Regions from separate parts of the Mus musculus genome. Here all the other regions are linked to region 3. Evidence: chromatin contacts called from public promoter capture Hi-C data. All regions are on one chromosome and are shown on one strand. Each heading gives the region's core, a stretch centred on a gene start, on an enhancer-like site or on the middle of the called end of the contact. The rest is flanking DNA. Distances are from core to core; before and after follow the strand shown. Region 1 holds the start of Kcna7 (potassium voltage-gated channel, shaker-related subfamily, member 7). Region 2 holds the start of Hrc (histidine rich calcium binding protein). Region 3 holds the start of Cyth2 (cytohesin 2). Region 4 holds the start of Abcc8 (ATP-binding cassette, sub-family C (CFTR/MRP), member 8). Region 5 holds the start of Kcnj11 (potassium inwardly rectifying channel, subfamily J, member 11). Region 6 holds the start of Dhdh (dihydrodiol dehydrogenase (dimeric)). Region 7 holds the start of Nucb1 (nucleobindin 1).

Region 1 (3,225 bases), core at 490-2,989, 410 kb before region 3:
GATCTGATGCCCTCTTCTGGTATGTCTGAAGACAGCTACAGAGTACTCATATGCAAAAAATAAATAAAATCTTTAAAAAAAAATCATCAGCCAGGCGGTGGTGGTGCACACCTTTAATCCCAGCACTCCAGAGGCAGAGGCAGGTAGATTTCTGAGTTCGAGGCCAGCCTGGTCTACAAAGTGAGCTCCAGGACAGCCAGGGCTATACAAAGAAACCTTGTCTAAAAAAAAAAAAAAAAAAAAGAAAGAAAGAAAAAAGAAAGAAAGAAAAAGAAAAAAAGAAAAAAAATCATCCTAGGCAACTTAGCAAGACTTTGTCTCAAGATAAAAATGAAGGAAAATGGTCTGGAGAAGTATCTGGACAATAGGGCACTCCTCTAGTCAGGTAGTCACTGAACGTCTTTCTATCACCTTCCACGTTATTATTTGAAGACTGGCTGGCCATTAAATCCAGGGATCATCCTGTCTGGGTCTCCATGACCAGACTTTTTTTTTTTAAAAGATTTATTTATGTATTATATGTAAGTACACTCCAGAAGAGGGAGTCAGATCTTGTTACGGATGGTTGTGAGCCACCATGTGGTTGCTGGGATTTGAACTCCGGACCTTCGGAAGAGCAGTCGGGTGCTCTTACCCACTGAGCCATCTCACCAGCCCATGACCAGACTTTTTAAAGACACGATCTCACCAGACTGGCCTACACAGAGAAACTCTTTGTCGAAAAAATAAAAAACAACAAAACGACAAGATCCCACCATGTAGCCCTGACTGGCCTGGAAATTTATGGGCAGACCAGGCTGGCCTCAAATCCACAGGTTGGCTTGCCTCTGCTTCCAGAGTATTGGGATTAAAGGCGTGTGACACTACCCATGTTCTCACAACTTACTTAGGGCGATGGGGGGCGGGGGGAGGGCAGAGGCAGGAGGATCTCAGAAGTCCCCAAAAGAAAGCTGGGAAGGGAAAGGCCAGGTTTAGCTGGGAGACCTCTTGGTGCAGGTCTCCATCCGGCCGGCAGAGGGCGCGCGAGATCCCTTTCCCCGAAAGTGACTATAACACCCTACCCCATAAGAAGGGACTATTTTTTACTTAGTGTCATTAGACACCGGTGGCTGGAAGGCCATCTTCTGTCTGTCCTTCGGCTCCCGACAGTGACCCTACGCATCTTCCAGGCCGACTCTAGACCCTTCCAGGCAAGTCCCGCCTCCTTTGGCGCCATTCTTGGCTTCAGCCCAGGTTTTATTAATCTCAAAACACCTACATAAAGTCTAAATTCAAACTCCGGGACTCTCAGTGGCCAAGGATCCGGCGCACATGGGCAACAGTTTACAGTTGCAAAAGAGGCTCCAAGAACTCCTCAAGCACCAGGGCCGCTGCGGAGCTCCTTAGGCATGGTAATTAGAGACACAAAGGAATAAACACGTGAGGCCAGACACACAAAACGATGTTCATTCATTGAAAGGTACTAGGAGAGAAAGAAAGCCAGCAACAAATCCAGATGTGGTGGTACACATCTGTCATCCCAGCAATCGGGAGGCAGAAGCAAGAGTACTGCAATACTGAGCCAGTCTGACATACATACCCAAACCCAGTGTCTGGAAAAAAATAATAAAAGGCAGAGAGATACAGAGGCTCCCAGCAGAGAGCAAGATGTGGACAACTGGTTAAGGGGATACACCCCCCACCCTCCAGGAGGATGGACAAGAGACAGAAAGACTGGAAATGGAAAAGGGAAACTGATGCTGCAGATAGTCTCGGGTGGCTCATGACTGTCACCCGGGCAATCCGAAGGATGAGGCAGAGGATTGCCACAAGTTCGCGGTCAGCTTAAATGACAGGCTGAGGAGACTGTCTAAATAACAAACAAACAAATAAATAGCCATGATGCCATACGCCTGCAATCCCAGCATTTGGGAGGTGGAGGCAGGAGGATCATAAATTCAAGGTCAGTTCAGCTACATAAGACCTCGGGTCATGAATCCAAAAGCCAAACAAATAAAATAGATGACTACAAGGGAAAGCTCAAGAGATCCACGGAAAAGCGCCGGGTGGCAGTGTTTCCACAGGTGTGGGAACGGCAGAGGGCGCCCCTAGCCCCGCGGGGGTAACACCGCCCCCTCCCCCGCGCCCTGGCCGGACTTTCCATGCTATTTTTACCCGCCGACACCGGACACCCGACTGGGGTGGCTGCGGCGTCGGGGCCACACGTCCGTTCACCGGTCGCCCGGGCTGTGCGCGCCATGGAGCCACGGTGCCCGCCGCCCTGCGGCTGCTGCGAGCGGCTGGTGCTCAACGTGGCCGGGTTGCGCTTCGAGACCCGCGCGCGCACGCTCGGCCGCTTCCCGGACACGCTGCTGGGGGACCCGGTGCGCCGCAGCCGCTTCTACGACGGCGCGCGCCGCGAGTATTTCTTCGACCGACACCGGCCCAGCTTCGATGCGGTGCTCTACTACTACCAGTCGGGCGGCCGGCTGAGACGGCCGGCGCACGTGCCCCTCGACGTCTTCCTGGAGGAGGTGTCCTTCTACGGGCTGGGCGCGGCGGCGCTGGCGCGGCTGCGGGAGGACGAGGGCTGCGCGGTGCCGCCCGAGCGGCCGCTGCCCCGCCGCGCCTTTGCGCGTCAGCTCTGGCTGCTCTTCGAATTTCCTGAGAGCTCGCAGGCTGCGCGCGTGCTCGCCGTGGTCTCCGTACTCGTCATCCTGGTCTCCATCGTGGTCTTTTGCCTCGAGACACTGCCAGACTTCCGCGACGACCGCGATGACCCGGGGCTCGCGCCCGTAGCCGCTGCTACTGGCCCGGTGAGGGGCGGGGATTTGGGGAGGTCCAGGGCGGGGCCTGGGAAGACCTGGCCAGTCAGAAGGTGTGGCAAGGGGCAGGAGGATGGAAGCCCTTTAAAAACAAAAACAAAAACAAAAACAAAACAAAAAAAAAAAAAAAACAAAGATGTAAGCTGGGTATGGTTCTTCATACGAGAATCCTAGCAAGGAGACAGAACGATTGCCACGGGTTGAAAGCCAGTGTGGGTTACTGTATGAGAGAGTCTGCCTGGAAACAGACAGTGAGTGAGGATCTCCCTCAGAGGTAGACAACCTGCCCAGAGTTTCCTGGTGAGGGACTGGTGCCGGGCTCAGTGGTAGACCATCTGCATTGCACTGCACAAAGTGACTTGGGGGTTATGTGGCGCAGTGGTAGAACTCCCCTACCACCCTACATTGAGGGACCTGGAGA
Region 2 (3,228 bases), core at 639-3,138, 480 kb before region 3:
CCCCGCATCATCGGAGAGGTCCACTATGAACGTCGTGCACACCTTCTTCCTGAAGATCTTAGGGATCCAGCTCTGAGAACCGGAACAAGAAGGGCAGGGCAGGGAGTCGAGTCAGACCCACAGGATTCGAAGACAACCCCGCGCGCCCACGGGACACACTGGGAACTCCTCCCTCGGGCTCAGCCAGGAACCCACGCAGCTCGGTCTGGGAACTCCTGGTCCAGCCACTGCAGCATCTGACCCGGATCCCCGGAGCTGGCTCCGCCTCTGGACCCCACTCACTCCCAGCCCCACGCTGTGCGATACCTGCTCCTTCTCCGGCCCCACCATGCTGCTGCCGCAGCCCCTGAGGCTCCGTGTATTTCCTCCAGCCGCCGACCCGCCCGACCAAACCGGATCCGCAACTTCGCAGCCCAGCCCGGGGCGGGGAGTCCCGGGACACGTCACGGGAGGCGGGGAGAGGGCGGCTGCGGAGGAGGGACAAACTCTGCTGCCAAACCAGTGATGGGGTCGGTTTGGGGGACAAGAAAGACCGAGAGTTGGAAGGCAGAGCAAGCGGAGGAACGAAGGAAGCAGAGTGGGGCACACGATAGATGTCAGCCATGGGACAAACATAGATTCGGAGAGACAGAGACTGAGAGAAAGACCCAGAGAGAGAGAGACAGAAACTAAGAGAGGGACCCAGAGAAAGAAAAGGGGGCAGAGACCCAGAGAGAGAGAGAGAGAGAGAGAGAGAGAGAGAGAGAGAGAGAGAGAGAGAGAGAATATGAAGACAGCAATACAGAAAAAGAATGAGATATCCAGAGATAGTTAGAGACAGATAGAAATACAAAGTGATAGAGCAACAGAGTCCCAGATTCAGAGAGGAGAGACAGAGAGAACAGAGACACAGAGAGAACTAGAGAGAGAGACACACACACAGAGACAGAGATACAGGGAGAAAGAGAGAGACAGAGAGAGAGAAAACACACACACACAGAGGAGAGACAGAGACAAACACAGACACACACACAGAGACAGACAGACACACAGAGAGACAGGCACACACACACAGAGACAGACAGACACACACAGAGAAACAGACAGACAGACACACACACACAGAAAGAGAGAGAGAGAAGAATCAAAGAGAAGGATCAGGGAAGACACAGTAGGAGAGGAGAGGTTAGAATCCTGAGAAGAAACACGGAAGCTCAGAACAGTGACTATAATGGGGGGGGGGGGGTTGACTCATAAAGGACAAAAACTCAAAGACGGTGGATATACTGACAAGTGTGGGGTGGGTGACACTGACCAGCAGAGAAGGCAGTGACACCTGTTTGCAGCCAAGTCCCTTTGGTGGGGACAGCTGAGGCCTAGTAACCTGAGCCCCCAGCACCTCCCCCCTGTTGTATTTATAGCACTGGTCTGGTCCCCTGTCCCCAGATCTGAGTTCCAGTGAGAGGAGGTCATGGGGTGTTGGGCACAGTATTCCTTCACTGTCTTCCACAGCTTCTGCAGGACACCACTGTCACACCGAATGTCCCATTCTGCCTGCACGCTTCCCAGTGTTTACCTTGCAGGGGGCCCTCTGCTCCTGCATCCTCCTCTCCCAGAGCCCCAGGCTTTCCCAGCAAGACACTCTAAACGTTCAGCCTTTGTGCTAAAAATGCCAAACTTGAGCTTGTCACGTCCCTGCCTCCCCCCCCCCGCCCCCGCCATGAAGACCCCTCCACCACCCAGTCCTGAGCCAGAGGAACAGGAGGGGAGGGGCAGGCAGGGAGTGACCAGAATAACTTAGGCTCTGGATAAATTTAGCAGCAAGAAGGGGAGGGGACAGACCCCATTGGTCCAGCAGTGGGAAGGGAGGTCCTGGAACCAGGGTCACAGCTGCAAAGGGGACATCCTCAGAGGGTCATCCAAGACCTGAGGAAGATAGAGAGGCAGAGAGTGGGAGCTATACCACGACAAAAGGGACAATCTGAAAGTCAAAGCCAAAAAGGCACAAGGACCCATCAGAGGCAGCTGAAGCCAGCCTGGTCAGACGCTCAGCTGCTAAACGTCCCCATGGGCTTCCAGGGGCCATGGTTGCACACTTGTCTCCTTTGGGCCACAGTGGCCATCCTGCTGGTCCCTCCAGTGGTGACCCAGGAGTTGAGAGGGGCCGGTCTGGGCCTGGGCAACTGGAACAACAATGCAGGCATCCCTGGGTCCTCAGAGGACCTATCAACTGAGTTTGGTCACCACATCCACCGGGGATATCAAGGTGAGAAGGACAGAGGCCACAGAGAAGAGGGTGAAGACTTCTCCAGGGAATATGGCCACAGGGTCCAAGACCACAGGTACCCTGGCCGCGAGGTTGGAGAGGAGAATGTCTCTGAAGAGGTCTTCAGAGGGCATGTTAGACAGCTCCACGGGCACCGGGAACATGACAATGAAGATTTAGGAGACTCGGCAGAGAACCACCTCCCCAGACAGAGGAGCCACAGCCACGAAGATGAGGATGGCATTGTCTCCAGTGAGTATCACCGTCACGTCCCCAGGCATGCCCACCATGGCCACGGAGAGGAAGATGATGACGATGATGGAGGAGAGGAGGAGGAGAGGGTGGATGTGATGGAGGACTCTGATGATAATGAACACCAGGTCCATGGTCACCAGAGCCACTCAAAGGAGAGAGATGAACTCCATCATGCCCACAGCCACAGGCACCAAGGCCACAGTGATGATGACGATGACGATGGTGTCTCTACTGAGCATGGACACCAAGCTCACAGATATCAGGATCATGAGGAGGAAGACGATGGGGACTCAGATGAAGACAGTCACACCCACAGAGTTCAAGGCCGAGAAGATGAAAATGATGATGAAGACGGTGACTCTGGTGAATACAGACACCATACCCAGGACCACCAAGGCCACAACGAAGAGCAAGATGACGATGATGATGATGATGATGATGATGAAGATAAAGAAGACTCCACTGAGCACCGGCACCAGACCCAAGGCCACAGGAAGGAAGAAGATGAGGATGAGTCAGATGAAGATGATCATCATGTCTCCAGGCATGGACGCCAAGGCTATGAAGAAGAAGAAGATGATGATGATGATGATGGAGATGATGACTCTACTGAGCATGTGCATCAAGCCCACAGACACAGAGACCATGAGCACAAAGATGATGAGGATGACTCAGAAGAAGACTACCATCATGTCCCCAGCCATGGCCGCCAAAGCCACCAAAATGAG
Region 3 (3,555 bases), core at 913-3,412:
CGCACGGTCCAGGCCTGGCAGCTCACCTTTCCCCTAGGTAGTCCCCAATGGCTGTCTTGTTCAGCCCCTCGCCCTTGTACAGGAAGCGGGCAATTTCCTCAGGCGTGTTCTGCAGAAGTTCATGCTCCACCAAGAATTGGATCCCCTAGAGGAAGGGGGCCAGATGTGTGCCCAGGGCAGAGGTTCCTGCTCCCCACGGACCTCAGCATCCAAGCCCCCTCACCCTAACAGCATAATCACCTACACAGAGCTCTGCAGGCACCATCCCTAACCCAGGCCCTCAGCCTCTAAGGCTAATTCCAGCATGTCCAACCGGGTCTGCAAGGAGTAGGTTTGAAGGATAACTGGATACTCTACACACTACAATAAAGAAATGAAGCAGGTACCAGACACCTGTCCATCAAGCCATGAACATGGAATCCCTTCCTGGCTCTTCCTGTGTCGGGAAAACCCCTCTCTTACTGCCCTATCTCACCCTGAACTGTTAGCACTTCTATCTAGGGGATGCCTAGGCTATGACAGGGTCTTAGGATTCACAGCATTGCAAAGCACAGGGCCAGGCCCTCACTACACAGATAATCATGGAACAGATGTGTAGAGATCCAGAGTCTGCTGTCTAAAGGCTACCTATTGTCTTAACACTTCTAGAACCAGGGATATGAAAACCATGCCAGAGTCATCTTCCCCGCTAACCTTTTTGGGGTCCATGTTGAATTTCTTCCTGCCCATTGCCATCTTCCGGTTCCGCTGCAAGGTCTTACTGCAAAAGCAGGGTGGGGAGCAGCCAAGGGCCGATGCTTGAGCATCCAGGGCCCTGGCTAAGCCCCATGTCCCATGAGTGCCCACAGGCCTCACCTGCCCTCATTGGCCTCCAGACCCTCCACCTCGCTCATAGCTTCACTTAGCTCTTCTCGCAGGCGCTGGATCTCCACCAGCAGCTCCTGCTTGCGCCGCCGGATGTTCTCCAACTCCATGCGCTCCTCTGGAGTCAAGTCTGGGGGCTCTGGGGACCAGGGTCAAGAAATTAGTTCTGGGGGTCAGGACTCCTGCATCCTGAGAAAGGATTTGGGCTGGGGGCCTGGATTCCTGTCCAGAAGAGGAATGGGTACCAGAAGTCTGAGGAGAGGGAGTAAAACTGAGTCCTGAGTTTGTGTCAGAAGTGCCTAGGAATCCCAGCTCATAGGTCTGAGGATGAATTTCTGGGCCAATTACTTGAAAGGCAACCAGTCCCTGGGATTCTGGACCCATCACCACAATTAGAAACTCCTGAGTCTGAATTTTAGATGCTTTATTTGGAAGCCCTGGCTCCTTGGTCCCAACACAGTAGAACAGGATGCTTGGATATTGGAAACATTACTTGGAAGGACACAGGGCCTTGGACTCATGGCTTCATCATCAAAAGGGCTTTGGGGTCCTAGATCTCGGATGCAAATCTTGGAAAGACACCAGGACTCTGGCTTCTGGATCCACCACTGTAGGGATCCTAGCATGAACCTGGGGTGCATTTCTCGTAAGGGGGCCAGATTCTGGCTCCATCATGATGGGAAAGTTGGGGGTCCTGAATCTTGGGTGCATTTCTTGGAAAAGAAACGAGGTTCTGGTTCCGCCATAGCGGACAACGTGGCCTGGATCTGGGGTACACAGTAGAAACAAGCTACGGCAGCAGGACCCTGGGTCAGGGTCGGAAAGGACGGCGTTAAGCCTAGGTCCGCAGGAAGAAAGCCAGGCCGCCGCTCCCGCGGGTGTACGCCCCGCCCCGCTGCGCGCCCCGCCCCGCCCGCCGTCGCCGGAAGCGGGCTCGGCCCAAACAATGGCCCGGGACCCCCGGCTCTCGACCGCGCCGGAAGCCCGTCCCGCGCGCTGAAAGAAGCCTCGCCACTGCCCTGCTGTCCGCGGCGGGGCTCGGGAGCCGCTCCGCCCGCCCGCCCGCCTCGCCCGGCCTACCGTAGACACCGTCCTCCATGGCGGCTAGGAAGGCCCGCGGGGAGTCCGGGGCGGTTCCGCCGGCTGGGCCTGCGTCCGCGTCGGCCCGCGGGCTCGAGTGAGCCCGCTCAAACGCCCCAGGAGCCACCGCCGCCTCCTCAGCGCCCGTCCTCAGCGCCGAAAAGACTCTCCCTTCACGGCCCAACCGCCCGGCCGGTGGGGCCCGCCCCTTGCTTTGACACCACCCAATCTGCTGCGGGTCTCCCAGAATGCTCCGCCCCCTAGCCCCACAGGATCATTTCCAGGACCAATAGGCACACAAGAAGGAGATGCAGGCACGTACAGCTGGCGATAGACTGCTAGCCTGACCAATCGGACTGTGGGTAGTGTGCTCGGTCCCGCCCCCGAAACAAAGGAAAATCCTTGGCAGCTTTATCCTCCAATAAGAAAATTGATAAAGAAGTGACCAGGAGGTGTGGCTTCATGGAGAGGGGAGATTGCGCCTGCGCACAAGCCAGACTAGCGGTACTTAACCCTCCACCCCCCCCCAACAGGCATTCGTTGTTAGGGGGCGGTGCTTTGTTAGTTTTGTTGTCAAGGGCGGGGTCTCAACCTTGGGTTGCAGCTCGAGCCACACCTCCTGGCCCTCCACGCTAGCTTTTGACCGCAGTGGTTGCCAAGCAACTGCGAGCCACACAGGTCGGTCTTTTTGCCTCCTTTCTCAGGGTAATTCTCTGCAGGTCGCTATCTCTGAACCCTTTTCATACCTCTACATGAGACTTTCCTACATACCTCAAATCTCCTCAGAATCAAAGGATGGTAAATAAAAGCATTCTTTCTTCCAAATGTTATGGTATTGGGTACCGTGAATGCGCGGTGACTCTTCCTCCTAAACTCTCCCTCTTAGCTTCCTCTTCCTAAAATCCTGCCTTCCCCAGGCATTCTCCCAAGACACCCCTTTTTCCTCAGAATCTTCTGCCTGGCACTCTGTCAACTCTCCAAGACCCTGTGCTTAAAGTCCTCCTTCCACCCAACCTTTTCAGTTCCCACACTCCTGCCCCCCCCCCTTTTTTTTTTCTTTTCGAGACAGGGTTTCTCTGTCCTGGAATTCACCCTGTAGACCAGGCTGCCCTCGAACTCAGAAGTCCTCCTACTTCTGCCTCCTAAATGCTGGGATTAAAAGGCGTGCGCTACCACTGCTCGGCTCACTGCTCTTCTTAAACTCATTCCTCCACACATTATTCTCCTCTTTACAGGGAAAGCAGTGAGGGGCCTGTGTGATGGGGAACTCCGGCACACTTGTAAATCCCAGGCCCATGATGGGGCTTCCAGGTCTTGTCCTCATTTGTGTCCCTGAGCTGCTCAGGTGGGGGCGGATTCTGGGCCAGGACTTGGGTAAGCCTCTGGATTAGTCACGGAGCCTCCTAATCCCCTCTGTGACCTTTACGACTGGCGTGACCCATGCCTTCTCTTCTGGAGACCCTGGGTACACCAGTTCTACCCAGTTCTCTCTTTTCATTAGAATCCCATGTCCCTGCCTGTTCAGCCCAACCAACTTAGCATCCTTCTCCGCCATGGTCTCCTTTGTTCCCAGTCCCTGCCCTGGACTTGGAGGTGGGAGAGCTGCCAGCT
Region 4 (3,097 bases), core at 473-2,972, 370 kb after region 3:
TGGTAGGCCCTGCGTCTCATATGTGCCTAAGGCCTGGCGCAGTTCACACCAGGTACTGGTTTACAGAAGGCCGATGAGCAGGCACAGGGAGGGTCTCCTGCAGCTTCCCCACTCCCCTGGAGCTCACTTACCCATCAGACAGGATACCCTCAGCGATCTCACACACCAGGACAAAGAGCAGCATGAAGGTAAGGATCCAGCGCAGGTTGTGGCCAGGGAAATGGAGCCAGGTGCTATGGTGAATGTGTACCTTGGAGCTCTGGCTGCCCCATCCTGTGGGGAGAGACGCAGAAGGCAGGACGCCCACCTGGAGGCCCAGCATGGTGATAAGGAGACCATGCAAATCCTCCTTCCCCAGGGATGAGCATATGAACTGGATATCCAGGCACAAAGCCTGAGCCTGCAGGCCGGTCCTAAGCAGGGACCACCACACTGACCTCTTGTGTGACTGTCTACCCATTCTGTTTCGTTTCTGCTAGACATATGGGCATGCACATCATTTACCTCTGTCAGTAACTAGCAGCTTCCTTCTGCAGCAGCTCTTTATTTATTTATTTATTTATTTATTTATTTATTTTTGAGACGGGGTCTTATGTTGCCCACACGAGCCTTGAACTTCCTATGTAACTGAAGATGACCTTAAACTCCCTGATCCTCCTGCCCCCACCTCCCAAGAACCGAGATTTCCAGGATAGCCCGGCTCAGCAACTTTTTACTAATTTAGTTCAATGGCCACCTCGGCCTTCTACCCTAAAGAGTTTTAAAGATTTGCTATTTCTCTTAATTAATGTAAATGAACAGTCAACACTCTTTGAACAGAGCTGATTGGCCTGAGAGATTCAAGGATGTGGAGAGGAAGGGACCAGACTGGGCGCCCAACTTTGTAGACCACTTTCAGGCAAGCGCGCTGGGAGTCGAAGGGGGTTCCTAAATCTGATCTGAGTTGACTCACACTGTCCTGAAGAAGTTACAAGAGAAGAACTGCCTTTGGGGGTGGCGGGATACCGGCACCCAAACTCTATCTCTTTGCAACGTGGAACGGACCCCGGGCCTGGGAAATGCTCTGCCCAAAGTCGGGAAGTTGGGCCACCGGAACAGCTCGCTGACCTCCACCACCAACCTCCCTGGCTGGAGTCTGAGCTCCCTCCCGAGTCTGTGACAGCACGGCCGGGGGGAAAGGATGGCCTGGCTCCCGCCGCAGCGTCACTCAGGGTGAGGCCGATTCCCTCGCGTGCAGAGCCCCATCCCGAGTCAGGCTCTGCGGTAGCAAAACTTGGGGATCCCTAAGGTCGCTAGCGCCCATCGTGTCTGGCGCGAGTTCAAGGATAGGGGAGGGTGCGAGGGGAAAAAAAAAGAGACGCACAGCAGGGGACCCAGGAAGACCAGCAAGCCGGTGGTGCGGGACTGCCGGGGCCGCGCGCCACCCCCACCCCGGCCACTCGTCCTTCCCCCACCCGTCCTCCCGCCCTCCGTCGCTGGGCGCGCGCTCACCGATGAAGAGGATGGGGAATGTGATGAAGAGCAGGAAGACATGTGGCACTACGTTGAGCGCGTCCACGAAGCAGCCGTTGTTGAGGACACCTTGGTCCACCCGGTAGGCGGCCGAGTGGTTCTCGGTGCCGCAGAAGGCCAAGGGCATGGTGGCGCGCGCACGGGCTCTGCTCTGGCTCCGCGCGCCTCCCGCGCCTCTGTTCCTCGCAGCACCCTGGGCTCCCGCACGGCCCGCCCCGCCCCGCCCCGGCCCGCCCCGCCCCCACCTGCCGCTGGGCCCCGCCCTTCCAGCTGCTCTTGTGGGGCGAGGGTGGGGTCTCACCCAATGCGCACGTGCGCTGGGTGCGCAGGCGAGGCGGTGTCTGAGTGGGAGTAGTAACCAAGATGATCCGGGTGAGCCCGGAGTGCGTGGATTTGGGATTCCCGAATGTTGATTCTCTGGAACTAGGCTCAGCTGGATGTAGATCAGAGGGGTCCCCATAGGAACAGAGTGGCACAAGCCCGTACCCGATTCGGTCCAAAGAAACTAAAGAACTTGAACTTAGGAGGGTGCGTGGGAATTTTCAAGTGTCTCTGGCGCGGGGTCGCAGAGTGACCTCACAGCCTGTCCCGATCTTTCCCCTAAAAGATTCAAGGTGTCCTTGCTAGCCAGTGGGAACCTGGCCTGAATCTAGCTCTCTTCCCTTGTGGTGATTAGGGTTTTTGTTTTGTTTTTGTTTGTTTGTTTAAAGATTGGTTTTCTCTCTCTCTCTCTCTCTCTCTCTCTCTCTCTCTCTCTCTCTCTCTGTGTGTGTGTGTGTGTGTGTGTGTGTGTGTGTGTAGGTACCAATAGAGGCCAGAAGAGGAACTTGGATCCCCTGGAGCTGGAATTATTGGTTGAGAGCTGCCTGGCATGGGCGTTACTGGGAACAGAACTTGGTCTCCTCAAGAGAGCCCATGGGAATACTCTTAACCACGGGGACTTCTCCCCAGTGCCTGATAGTTTTTAATTGTCCACTTGCCACAACCTAGAATCAATTAAGAGCCTCAGTTGAGGAATTGCCTAAATCAGGCTGGCCCGTGGGTATGTCTGTGGCTAACTGTCTTGATTATTAATTACTGTGGGAGGACCCAGCCCACTGTGGGCAACACTATTTCATGAACAGGGCCCTGGACTGTGTAAGAGTGGAGAGAGCTAGGTGAGCAGTAGGAGAGCAAGCAAGGACCAGAGAGCAAGTAAGGGAGAACCAGAGAGCAAGCAAGGGAGGACCAGGGAGCAAGCAAGGGAGGACCAGGAAGCAAGCAAGGGAGGACCAGGGAGCAAGCAAGGGAGGACTACAGAGCAAGCAAGGGAGGACCAGAGAGCAAGCAAGGGAGGACCAGAGAGCAAGCAAGGGAGGATCAGAGAGCAAGCAAGGGAGGATCAGAGAGCAAGCAAGGGAGGATCAGAGAGCAAGCAAGGGAGGGTCAGAGAGCAAGCAAGGGAGGACCAGAGAGCAAGCAAGGGAGGACCAGAGAGCAAGCAAGGGAGGATCAGAGACCAAGCTTATCCTTTCTGGTTTTGCCTGTGGATGTGATACTATAAGCACATGCATGTATCCACTCCCACTGCTGTGGACTCTAGCAT
Region 5 (3,264 bases), core at 226-2,725, 290 kb after region 3:
TTGGCCTTCGCCACAGCCACACTGCGCTTGCGCAGGGGCCCCCGCGACGAGGCGAGGGTCAGGGCATCCAGCAGACTGCGGTCCTCATCAAGCTGGCGGGCTGTGCAGAGTGGTGTGGGCACTTTAATGGTGTTACCAAATTTGGAGTAGTCCACAGAATAGCGGCCGTCCTCCTCGGCCACAATGGGGACAAAGCGCTGCCCCCATAGAATCTCGTCAGCTAGGTAGGAGGTGCGGGCCTGGGTGGTGATGCCCGTGGTTTCTACCACGCCTTCCAAGATGACAATGATCTCCAGGTCCTGGTGGTGGTGCAGGTCACTAGGAGCCAGGTCGTAGAGCGGGCTGTTGGAGTCGATGACGTGGTAGATGATGAGTGGGGCCACCAGGAAGATGCCGTTACCACCCACGCCATTCTCCATGGGGATGTCTACCTGGTGGAGAGGCACAACTTCGCCCTCGGGGCTGGTGGTCTTGCGCACCACCTGCATGTGGATGGTGGCGCTAATGATCATGCTCTTTCGGAGGTCCCCTACGCGCAGCATGAAGCACAGGCGGCCATGGCGCAGGGTGATCACAGCATGCTTGCTGAAGATGAGGGTTTCTGCCCGCCGATGGGCCTGGGCCGTTTTCATGAAGATGCAGCCCAGCATGATGGCGTTGATCATCAGCCCGACGATATTCTGCACAATGAGAATGAGGATGGCCAGGGGACATTCCTCTGTCACCATGCGCCCGCCGAAACCAATGGTCACCTGGACCTCGATGGAGAAAAGGAAGGCAGATGAAAAGGAGTGGATGCTTGTGACGCAGGGCACATTGGTGCCCTCTCCGGGGGCCAGGTCACCGTGGGCGAAGGCGATGAGCCACCAGACCATGGCAAAGAGCAGCCAGCTGCACAGGAAGGACATGGTGAAAATGAGCAGAGTGTGTGGCCATTTGAGGTCCACCAGCGTGGTGAACACATCCTGCAGGAAGCGGCCCTGCTCTCGAATGTTCTTGTGGGCGACGTTGCAGTTGCCTTTCTTGGACACGAAGCGGGCCCTCCTCTCTCGAGTACGGTACCTGGGCTCTGCAGGGTCCTCTGCCAGCCGGGTCAGCACATATTCCTCAGGGATAATGCCCTTTCGGGACAGCATGGCTCCGTTGGCCCCGGGAAGGGGTTTCCCCCATGGGGGGAGGCACTACACTGGCTTGGCCTAGGGCCTCTTTGTGGGGTCCCCCTCTCTGAGCCCTCTCCTCAGGTTACCCTAAGCTTGTACCAACCTCTAGGCTGGTATGCCCCTCAGCTGGGTTCTGCTTCTCTTTATACTACTAGCCTCAGATGCCGGCTCCACCTGCTCATTGCTTACTGAGCCCCCAACCCAGCTTGTGCTCTACCCGCTCAGCTCTCCTCCACCGCCCCAGGACCCCCCTCTAACTCCCTTTCCCTGGCCCAGCCTTTCTTCTCAAACCACCTCAGAACTTGTCACCTCCGGGTCTCCCAACTTACCAGCCCTCACTCGACCCCCCCCTCAGCACCCCCCCCCCCGCGCTCTTCTCTGACCTCACCCACTTCTGTCCCCGGTCCCCTCCAAGGACCAGCCTTACTTCTTGACCCAGTCTCCTCTCCAGGTGTGCCCCGGATTTCCCATCCCACCCCTCCCCTGGCTCCCTCGCCGCTCTCCCGTTCCTTCTCTAGCCCTTGTCCTCTAGTCTCCTTGGGATCCGGTGCCCTTCGAGTCACCCCGCAACCGTCTACGCTCTGGATCCCCTCGCCCCCCGCCGCCCAGACCCCAGTGGCTCCGCGTCGCGGCCTCCCTGCTGCCCTGCCGCCCGCCCGCAGCCCCCGCCGCCGCTCCGTTCCCACCCCGCCTGTCGCCGCCGCACCTGCTCGTGCTGCTCAAGCAGCGGCCACCTCCCTGCCCCCTCCCACTCCGGGTTGCTCACTCCCGGCCGGCTTCCCTGGCGTGTGTCTGTGAGCCCGTCCTCAGGCACCGACCCGTGCGCGGTGGGGGTGGGAGGCTGCGGGCGGGGGGCTCCCGAGAGCGAGTGCAGCCTCCGCCGCCAGAGGGCGCCAGATCGGCTCCTGAGAGGTAGAGGTGGGCCTAGACGCAAGCCCCGCCCACAGAGGATTCTCGTCCCGCCCTTGCCTGCTCACTGTCCTCAGCCAGGCCATGGGGCTTCAAACTGAGGATGGCTCTGAAGAAGTTGCTTTTGTGGAATTCTCTTAGGTTGGTTCAGCGGCCCCTATACCCCTGACTTCTATTTTTGCCCGGTCCATAGTTAAGTCTTACCTGCCTCTTACACAGCACTTGATACCCAGGGAAAGAAGGCAGCGAAAGGTTACATCATCAACGCAGGGGCAGGGGTGAGAGAAATATTAGTCTCAGAACTTCTCAACCGACGATTCTTCTTCCCTTTGAGGATTATTTTTGATCCTACATCTATTTATTTACTTATTTGTTTATTTATTTGCTTATTTACCTATTCAAGACAGGATTTCTTATAGCCCAGGATGGCTTCAAACTTGGCATGTAGCAGAGTATGACCTTGAACTTCTGCCTCCACTCCCAGAGTTCTGGGATTGCAAGTGCACCGCAAGGCCCTGGCTACCGTCCCTGAGTTTTAAGAGGGTTTGTTCTGCCAGTGTCTGCTTTGCACCCTGTAGACCTTCAGACTGGTTTCTTCCCTTTAGCCCTGGGTGTGTGTGTGTGTGTGTGTGTGTGTGTGTGTGTGTGTGTGTGTGTGTGTGAGAGAGAGAGAGAGAGAGAGAGAGAGAGAGAGAGAGAGAGAGAGAGAGTTTGGGCCTGAGCAGCTGATTCAGGGCTAGCTTGGGTACAGAGTAGGTGACCCAGGTTTTTGTCAAGAACAGTAGTGATGTTTCCATTGCAGATGCCACCCTGGAGTGGCTCCTGGAGATTGATGGAGCTGTAATGGCTTGCCCTGGGGCTCAGACTCTTGAGACAGACCTCTACCCACTGTGTAGCTTGAGTGAAGGCTTGAGGCTGGAGCTAGGGTAATAGGGGCACTGGGAATGCGGGCCACCATGGGACAGTTTCCTTTTGAGCAGGGGACTTTCAGATGGCATTTTCTTCTTTCCAGATCTGCTGGTAGGTATCGTGGACCCTGCTACAAAGAGCGAGGGAGAGCTGGACTATACTGATAGGGCCGTTTATGCCTGAGGCAGGGAGGATAACACAAGGGTAGGCAGTTTAAGAACACAGCCACACAAGAAATCTCCGAGGCCACTTCAACTTTTAGCCATGAGAAAGGAACCCTTGGAGA
Region 6 (3,207 bases), core at 39-2,538, 330 kb before region 3:
TTGGGAGGCTGAGGCAGGAGGACAGCCAATTGGAGGCTATGTGTGAGGTCTATCTCAAAAGCCCAAGTGGCCAAGCATGCTTGCCTACACCTTTAATCCCAGTGCTTACAAACTGGAAGCCAAGGCAGGTGGATCTCTGAGAATCTGAAGCCAGCCTGGTCTACATAATAAAGTTTCAGGCCAGCCAGGGCTATACAGTGAGTGAGACCGTCTCTCAAAATAAAATAAAAGTGTGGGATTCAGCTCGGCGGAGCTTTTGCCTAATGTGTGAGAGGCCTTGGGTTCCATATCCAGTATCGCAAAATAAACAAGTAAATAAATTCTTACCAGATTTTCTAGCCTTGGGAGAAACTTAAAACTTAGCCTTGGCTAAGCACAGATTAATATTGTTCAGCCAGTCTCGGGTCACGTGTAAGCCTATTAACTGTCTCCTAACCAGGCCGAGCCTGAGCCTTTCCAAAGACCACCCCTGCAGCCCAGTGCATCTGTAGGCAAGAAGCAGTGCCTAGCTCTGCCCCCACCTCCCTGGTCCAGGCCACTCACCCACGTTTGGGTCCTTGGCCAGTTCCTCATAAGAGCCATAGGCCTTGGGGATGTTGAATTTCTGTGCGAACTCCTCGGCCCGGTTCAGGTCCCTCGCAGCTACCGCTACCACCTAGCGTGGGATTCAAAGGGTTGAGATGTGGAAGACAAAGTAGACGAGCTATGGAGGAGGCTGCAGTGGGGAGCATCTAGCCTCCTCCAAGATGGCTAGGGAAGGTATTACTGGTGGGGAGGGGAAGCAGATTGGGGGGGGGGGCAGACTTAGGCTGTGCTTGGTACATGGCAAGACTGAATAGAGAGGAAAGGGGAGTCTGTAAGCAAGCCCAGGATCCTCCCCGACTGCCCCATGGCTTCGCCTCCCAGCAGCTGATACCTACCCCCTGCAAACCGCGAGCCCCTCAGACTGGGGCGCATAGGAGGTGTGAGCTGAAAACAAATCTCTTATGGCCTTGGGGACCAGAAGGGTCCCCTTCTCTTCTCAGAGTCACTGCCTTAGACCTAGGGACTCTCCTCCCTCACACTCGGGGCTCCCTCGTTCCTCGGACTAGGGACTCTTTCTTAGACCCTCGGCTCCACTCCTCCCTCGGACCCAGTGTCTTCCAAGGGACGTGCACCTGGTGCTCCGAGGAAGGCAGTGAGCTCAGCACGGTGGTAAAGTCGTTGGCAATTAAGCCAGCCGACACGATGCCCCAGCGCAGCGCCATTTTGCACGTCTTCTGCCTGCGGGGGCCGGAGGCGGGGCCAACGCCACCCCGCGCTGCAAGCCGCCCGCTTCCCTTTGACCCTCAGGACACGACCTCAGGACGTGAAACCGCAATCTCTCCACCCGTCTCCTCCTTCCCCTCCTCCCTGCGCCCGCCCTTCTCCCTCCCTCCTTCTCCTTCTCCTTCTTCTCAGTGCCTAACTCTTGCCCAAGCTGGCCTGCAATTCACAATATATATATATAGCCAAGGCTGCTTGCTGACCATAAACTCAAGGCAATCCTCCTGCCTCAGCTCCTTGAGTGCAGCAATACAGGCATACACCACCGTGCCTGTCTTTCAAGTTGCCTTTTTACTTTTTATTTTGAGATGGGGATTTGCTATTGTTATCAATTAGTCTGTGGGGCCCGGGCGTGGTGGCGCACGCCTTTGATCCCAGCACTCTGGAGGCAGAAGCCGGCGAATTTCTGAGTTCGAGGCCAGCCTGGTCTACAGAGTGAGTTCCAGGACTGCCAGGGCTACACAGAGAAACCCTATCTCGAAAAAAAAGCCAATAAAATAAAATAAAATAAAATAGTCTGTGGTCTCAAGAAAATGACCACAGGATCCAAAGTATTTCTGACAAAGCAAACGTTTTACTTCTGGAGAGGACCCAAGTTCTGTCCACTTGGCAGCTCGAAACCATCTTCCAGGATATCCAGTGCCGCCTTCTGTCCTCTGAGGGCACCAGGCATGCACATGGTGGGCATGCATGCATACAGACAAAACTCTTCAACGCATAAAATAAATTAGGAAGGAAGGAAGGAAGAAAAAGAAAATATGGAGGAGGAGGATTCCTTGGAACCAGAGTTGCAGGTGGCTGTGAGCCGTTCATTATATAGATGCTGGGAAGAACAGTAGATGCTCTTAACCTGAGCCCTCTCTCCACCCCCCAGATTATGTCTTTACAAGTCTCTTTAATGATGGAACTTGATTTATCTCACTTGCCGTCGAGAGGGGAAAGAATGTGCACCTTACTGATAATAGCTCCTCTTCACTTACAGCCCAGTTTCATTCTCTCTCGTCTGATCCACTGAACACTGACTGACTGTGCCCAGGTGTTCACAAGTCTCCTATTTAGTAAGGCATAGGAGGCTAATCAGTTATTGTGCTTAACTGATTGAACTAAGTGGCGGCGAGGCAACAGGGACTTTCAGCACTGGAGCGAGGGAAGCCAGGGCTGAGGTCACCTTCTCCTCCCATCTTCACGTAAGCCTTTGCCAGGAAAGACCGTTCCCTGTCACAGGCGCCACAGGTACACGTGCTTAAGATAGCAATCCTCCTGCCTCAGCTTCCCAAGCAGCTCGTACGGACAGGCCTGGATCACAGGCCTCAGAGCTGGTCCTGTGTCCTGTGACCCCTGGAGTTAGGGACAGAGTTGTCTTCCATGTCCTTCTGTTTCTTCTTGGCTTAGCCCTGGACCTCTCTGGGGGTCACTTTTCTGTTCTGGAGACTGAAGTCCCCACAGTTTCTACTTAGAAGAAAGTCTTAAGAGGATTAACTGAGTTCTATGGCCTATTATGTAAATATACTCAACCGGTTGGCAAAGTCTACCTTCACCAAGACTCCAATTTCCCTTGCCTGTAAGACCTTGGTAGCTGGAGGCGGTGCCCAGATTGTAAAAACCCCAAAGAGATCACCAGGAATCACAACCTGCTGTAATTGCAGGGTCTTTATTCAAGTTTGAGCTTAGGTCCCCAACCTTCTTGATGGAACAGGAAAGAGTGAAGCCTCTAAGTGAAGGGGGGTTATAAAGGAAAAAACCCCACAAGCAGGGTTTTCAAGCCGTGGCATTACAGGAGAGGATAAAGGAATGCCGCCCTCAAACCTGTAACATTTCTTCAGACGGGGGTGGGGGGTAGGGGGGTGGGGGGGGATCAGAACGGCACAGCTGGAAAGGGACCTTTCTGACCTGGGAAAAGTA
Region 7 (3,579 bases), core at 823-3,322, 300 kb before region 3:
CACTATAACCTCCTCCATAGTTTTAGGGTCTCAACTCTCCTGGGGGAATGTTAGACAGCACAGGCAGGCTTAAGGGTCTCTGAGGATTAACCCCTCCCTCATCATCATCAGCTTTGCATCTCCTGAAAATTGAAAATTCCCCACAAAAGGGAGGAGATCGAAGACATCTGAGCTGTGTTGAGGCCCACTAAAGGGAAGCTACTTCCTTCTGGTCGACCGAGTACAATCTGAATTTGTCCTAAACAGCCCCAAACATTATATACTATTAATGTCCCCTCCCTTAAGAGCCTTCGGACTAATCCTTCAGTCATGTGACTAAGAATCCACTGCCCAAGAAAGCTGACTCACCTCAAGATGTGCTAAGGGATAGGGGGTGTGGCCATCTTCTTAATGAGATAAGGTACTTCCAGGCCAGAAGCCCCTCCCTAGGGGTAGCTGATGGCTGCTCTCCATTGCTGAAACTGCCACTTTTTCAGATATCTCATTTCAAAAGCATAAGGCTTCCTTCCCTCCCTTTCTCTGAGTATCACCCCAAATCGTACGCATGCTTATCCCAACCCCCAGGACGCTCTCAATTCCGCAGAACCCCATCTGGATACATAGCTGCTTAACGACCCATAGTGCTCAACGTCTCTACTTTTCCCATGTCTCAAACAGCCTGGTTTTCTCTTCCATCTCCCTCCTGGAACCTGCAAAAACTTACAACTTGTCTGCTCTATTATTTTCCTCTGATACAATGGTTTTCAGGCTTCAAGATTTCACAGAGTTGAGTACTAACGCCTGGCAGGAGGCCTCGCTACACAGGAGCTGGGAACAACCTGTCTCAGGAGGTAACAACAGCTTGTATTGCTAGGGAGAGCTACAGGAAGAACCAGGCCATAAATCAGGGACCTGGAGTTTGAAAGTTTGGACTCTCTGGGAGCAAAGATTTCACAGAGCTCAATAATACTGGCATGAGTAAACCAGCAGTTCCCGTGTCCTTTTCCCACTTAAACTACACTGCTCGTGAGCTCCGTGAAGCAAGAATGCCCTGCTAGGTGGTAGCATCCAGCTGCTGACGGTGCTACTGGGAAATGTGGTTTTCAGGTTTTCTTCATTCCTTGTTAAAGAGGGTCTTAACGATCAGAGGGGAAAGTTTAGATGAGGGTGTGACACAGGTTTTCATTTGGGATCTGTCTTGATTTCCACATCTCAAAGGTCACTGCCCCCAGGTCTGCTTGCAAGTCTCACACACTCACTATGGCAAAGGAAGGCGGGTAAACGACACGCCTCAGCGTATCAAACAGGGGATCCCTTGGAGTTTTCTCCAGGGCCCTGGGGATGGCAAGCACCACTGCAAAGACGCCAGCGACCAGGGCAGGGCTACTCACCGGGGTCTCAGTGGCCTGGCTGTCCTCCTGAGGAGGTGCTGCGCGGTCCACGGGCACTGCCAGCACAGCAGACAGCATCAGTAGAGGTGGTAGGAGAAGAAAAGGGGCCCCGCGGGGCACCGAGGTAGGCATCGTGGCTGGTCTGTGAGGAGAGATGGAGAATGAGGTTTTTTTCTTGTTTTGCTACGGTTTTCTGAGCTGTGTATTAAGTAGCCTAAGTTGGCCTTGAATTCCTGACCCTCCTGACTCTCCCTTCCAAGCGCTGGAATTACAGGCGTGTAGTACTATCCCTGGCTAAGGATGTCCCAACCCCGTATCCGGTTGGGGAAGCGAGTGTGCACGCCACCCGATTTGCAAAAATGAAGACTCCAAGCGTTTAGTCACCTGGAACCCAGGATGCCAGGCCTCTAACAACCCCGGACGCCAGGCCTCCAGCCTCCCTTTCCTGGAGCGCAATCCGCAGACCCTCATTCCGGCTCCCTGAGTAGGGGAATCCTCCCCCGAACCGTGATTCCAGGCCCCTAACCTCCCCTTCTGCCGGGACCGCCGAGGCCTGACACTGGACAAGTATCACGCGCTCCAGCCCCTCTTGCCCACGGCTTCTGAACCCCCCTCACCTCTCCAGTGCTGAGGGCGTTTTTTAAGGCCAGCAACCTCCGCCAGGTTTCTGGCGATTTCTCTCCTAAGTCACGCCCACTTTTCCACCCGCAGAGAGCCCGCCCCCAGAATACTGATTGGTCCACGCTGACTCTGAGCTTCCGCCCGCGTTAACGGCCCCGCCCCTTTCCGATGAGGTTTCCTTATCTTTGAAAATCTTTCCGGTTTTCTTGGACGCTCACAGTCTTCAACGCAACATTTCCTGCGTCCGTTTTCAAGTAAAACTCAAAGCCCTGCATGCCCAGGGATTGGGGGAGGGGGTGAGACAGGACAACTTTTGCGGACATCTTGCCGCGGTGTCTCTTGGGAGTTGTAGTTTTCTCGTTTAATTTCGCTCCACAAGTTCCTGCAAGTGTTAGGAAACTACATAGCATATGATCATTATTTTTTAAACAGAGTCTCACTGCATATCCCTAGATGGAGCTCTGTGTAAACCAGGATGGCCTAGAGGTCACAGAGATCCTTGTGCTGAGAATAAAAGTAGGTAATACACACAAATGAAAGTGAAGAAGCTGCGAATACCTGATTCTGTCTCCTAGTTTTCCACTTGCAATCATATACTTAGGTACCTTTAAAAAAAAAAATCTTTGAAGGTAACTTTTTTGTTTGTTTGTTTTTCTTTTTTTTAAGTTAAAAAAAAAAAGATTTATTTATATGTGAGTACACTGTCTTCAGACACACCAGAAGAGGGCAACTAATCCCATTACAAATGGTTGTGAGCCATCATGTGGTTGCTGGGAATTGAACTCAGGTCCTCTGGAGGAGCAGTCACAGCTCTTAACCGCTGAGCCATCTCATCAGTCCTGAGGGTAATTTAAAAAAAAAAAAAAAAGATTTATTTGCTTATTTTACATATACAAGTACACTATAGCTGTCTTCAGACACATCAGAAGAGAGCATCAGATCCCATTACAGGCAGTCGTGGCCACTATGTGGTTGCTGGAAATTGAACTCAGGACTGCTAGTAGAGCAATGAGTGCTCTTAACCACTGAGCCATCTCACCAGCCCCTACTTTGGTATCTTTTGACTCCATGGAAAAGATATCTGTCTTAGTCACGCAGCCTCTTTGTGATTTCAGAAAACACTTCCCAGAAGATGTCACCTCAATGGTGCTGGTCTCTTCTTAATCACAGATAACTTTTTAGCTCCAGCTAACAAGCATCAATAGTCCCAGTAATGCAAAGTTTTCGCTTTAGTAGTTCTGGTATCTTGTTAATCACAGCTGATTCTTCAGCCCCAGCTAACCAGAACCACAGAAGCTTCACAATCAAAATAGCAGTGGCCCTGATAAGAGTCTTTAATTTTCCCTCTGAAATTTCACAAGCCAGGCCTCCATCTTCTGCACTATTCTCAACATTATCTTCCAAGCTCCTACACAACATCTCACAGAGCTCTTAACACTGAATGGATCTTCTGGCCCAAAGTTCCAAAGTCCTTCCACAGTCTTTTCCAAAACATGGTCAGGTTGTCACAGGAATACCCCACTCCTGGTACCAATTTGTCTTAGTCAGAGTTTCTATTCCTGGACAAAACATCATGACCAAGAAGCAA

The links. Promoter capture Hi-C pulls out the DNA fragments that hold promoters and counts their contacts. Capture Hi-C pulls out chosen DNA fragments and counts their contacts.
Region 1: a promoter capture Hi-C map of stem cell-derived epiblast-like cells shows a contact between it and region 3, with 4 times the contacts expected there. The contact joins the promoter of Kcna7 here to the promoter of Cyth2 in region 3. A contact is called at or near these places in 5 of 39 promoter capture datasets (hippocampal neurons, liver, pre-B cells and 1 more), 1 of 15 datasets of contacts at CTCF or cohesin (the NIH/3T3 cell line), 2 of 484 Hi-C or Micro-C datasets (cardiomyocytes and embryonic stem cells), 2 of 115 datasets of contacts at active chromatin or transcription factors (effector CD8 T cells and memory CD8 T cells) and 2 of 9 other capture datasets (adipose tissue and pancreatic islet).
Region 2: a contact with region 3 is called in a promoter capture Hi-C map of adipose tissue. The contact joins the promoter of Hrc here to the promoter of Cyth2 in region 3. A contact is called at or near these places in 3 of 39 promoter capture datasets (liver and pre-B cells), 2 of 115 datasets of contacts at active chromatin or transcription factors (bone marrow-derived macrophages and large pre-B cells) and 1 of 9 other capture datasets (adipose tissue).
Region 4: a contact with region 3 is called in a promoter capture Hi-C map of pancreatic islet. The contact joins the promoter of Abcc8 here to the promoter of Cyth2 in region 3. A contact is called at or near these places in 1 of 39 promoter capture datasets (hippocampal neurons) and 1 of 9 other capture datasets (pancreatic islet).
Region 5: a contact with region 3 is called in a promoter capture Hi-C map of pancreatic islet. The contact joins the promoter of Kcnj11 here to the promoter of Cyth2 in region 3. A contact is called at or near these places in 5 of 39 promoter capture datasets (cranial neural crest, embryonic stem cells, hippocampal neurons and 2 more) and 1 of 9 other capture datasets (pancreatic islet).
Region 6: a contact with region 3 is called in a promoter capture Hi-C map of liver. The contact joins the promoter of Dhdh here to the promoter of Cyth2 in region 3. A contact is called at or near these places in 4 of 39 promoter capture datasets (HPC-7-derived erythroid cells, embryonic stem cells, hippocampal neurons and 1 more) and 1 of 9 other capture datasets (liver).
Region 7: a contact with region 3 is called in a promoter capture Hi-C map of pancreatic islet. The contact joins the promoter of Nucb1 here to the promoter of Cyth2 in region 3. A contact is called at or near these places in 2 of 484 Hi-C or Micro-C datasets (B cells and CD4 T cells), 5 of 115 datasets of contacts at active chromatin or transcription factors (effector CD8 T cells, embryonic stem cells, extraembryonic endoderm stem cells and 2 more) and 2 of 9 other capture datasets (adipose tissue and pancreatic islet).

What each region holds. Positions count from the first base shown.
Region 1 is chr7:45,404,221-45,407,445 of GRCm38.p6, forward strand. It overlaps Kcna7 (potassium voltage-gated channel, shaker-related subfamily, member 7), which reads left to right and starts at 1,740. Exons shown (of 2, transcript NM_010596.2): 1 at 1,740-2,795. The coding sequence starts at 2,142.
Region 2 is chr7:45,333,381-45,336,608 of GRCm38.p6, forward strand. Hrc (histidine rich calcium binding protein) reads left to right here and starts at 1,889. Exons shown (of 6, transcript NM_010473.2): 1 at 1,889-3,228. The coding sequence starts at 2,047. It overlaps Trpm4 (transient receptor potential cation channel, subfamily M, member 4), which reads right to left and starts at 400. Exons shown (of 25, transcript NM_175130.4): 1 at 307-400; 2 at 2-72. The coding sequence starts at 330.
Region 3 is chr7:45,812,154-45,815,708 of GRCm38.p6, forward strand. Cyth2 (cytohesin 2) reads right to left here and starts at 2,163. Exons shown (of 13, transcript NM_011181.3): 1 at 1,945-2,163; 2 at 856-1,003; 3 at 694-760; 4 at 27-145. The coding sequence starts at 1,963.
Region 4 is chr7:46,178,311-46,181,407 of GRCm38.p6, forward strand. It overlaps Abcc8 (ATP-binding cassette, sub-family C (CFTR/MRP), member 8), which reads right to left and starts at 1,723. Exons shown (of 39, transcript NM_011510.3): 1 at 1,492-1,723; 2 at 132-273. The coding sequence starts at 1,639.
Region 5 is chr7:46,098,762-46,102,025 of GRCm38.p6, forward strand. It overlaps Kcnj11 (potassium inwardly rectifying channel, subfamily J, member 11), which reads right to left and starts at 1,476. Exons shown (of 1, transcript NM_010602.3): 1 at 1-1,476. The coding sequence starts at 1,136.
Region 6 is chr7:45,487,517-45,490,723 of GRCm38.p6, forward strand. It overlaps Dhdh (dihydrodiol dehydrogenase (dimeric)), which reads right to left and starts at 1,289. Exons shown (of 7, transcript NM_027903.4): 1 at 1,158-1,289; 2 at 544-655. The coding sequence starts at 1,247. It also overlaps a transcript of Tulp2 not described here.
Region 7 is chr7:45,508,336-45,511,914 of GRCm38.p6, forward strand. It overlaps Nucb1 (nucleobindin 1), which reads right to left and starts at 2,073. Exons shown (of 13, transcript NM_001163662.1): 1 at 1,988-2,073; 2 at 1,371-1,512. The coding sequence starts at 1,502. It also overlaps a transcript of Tulp2 not described here.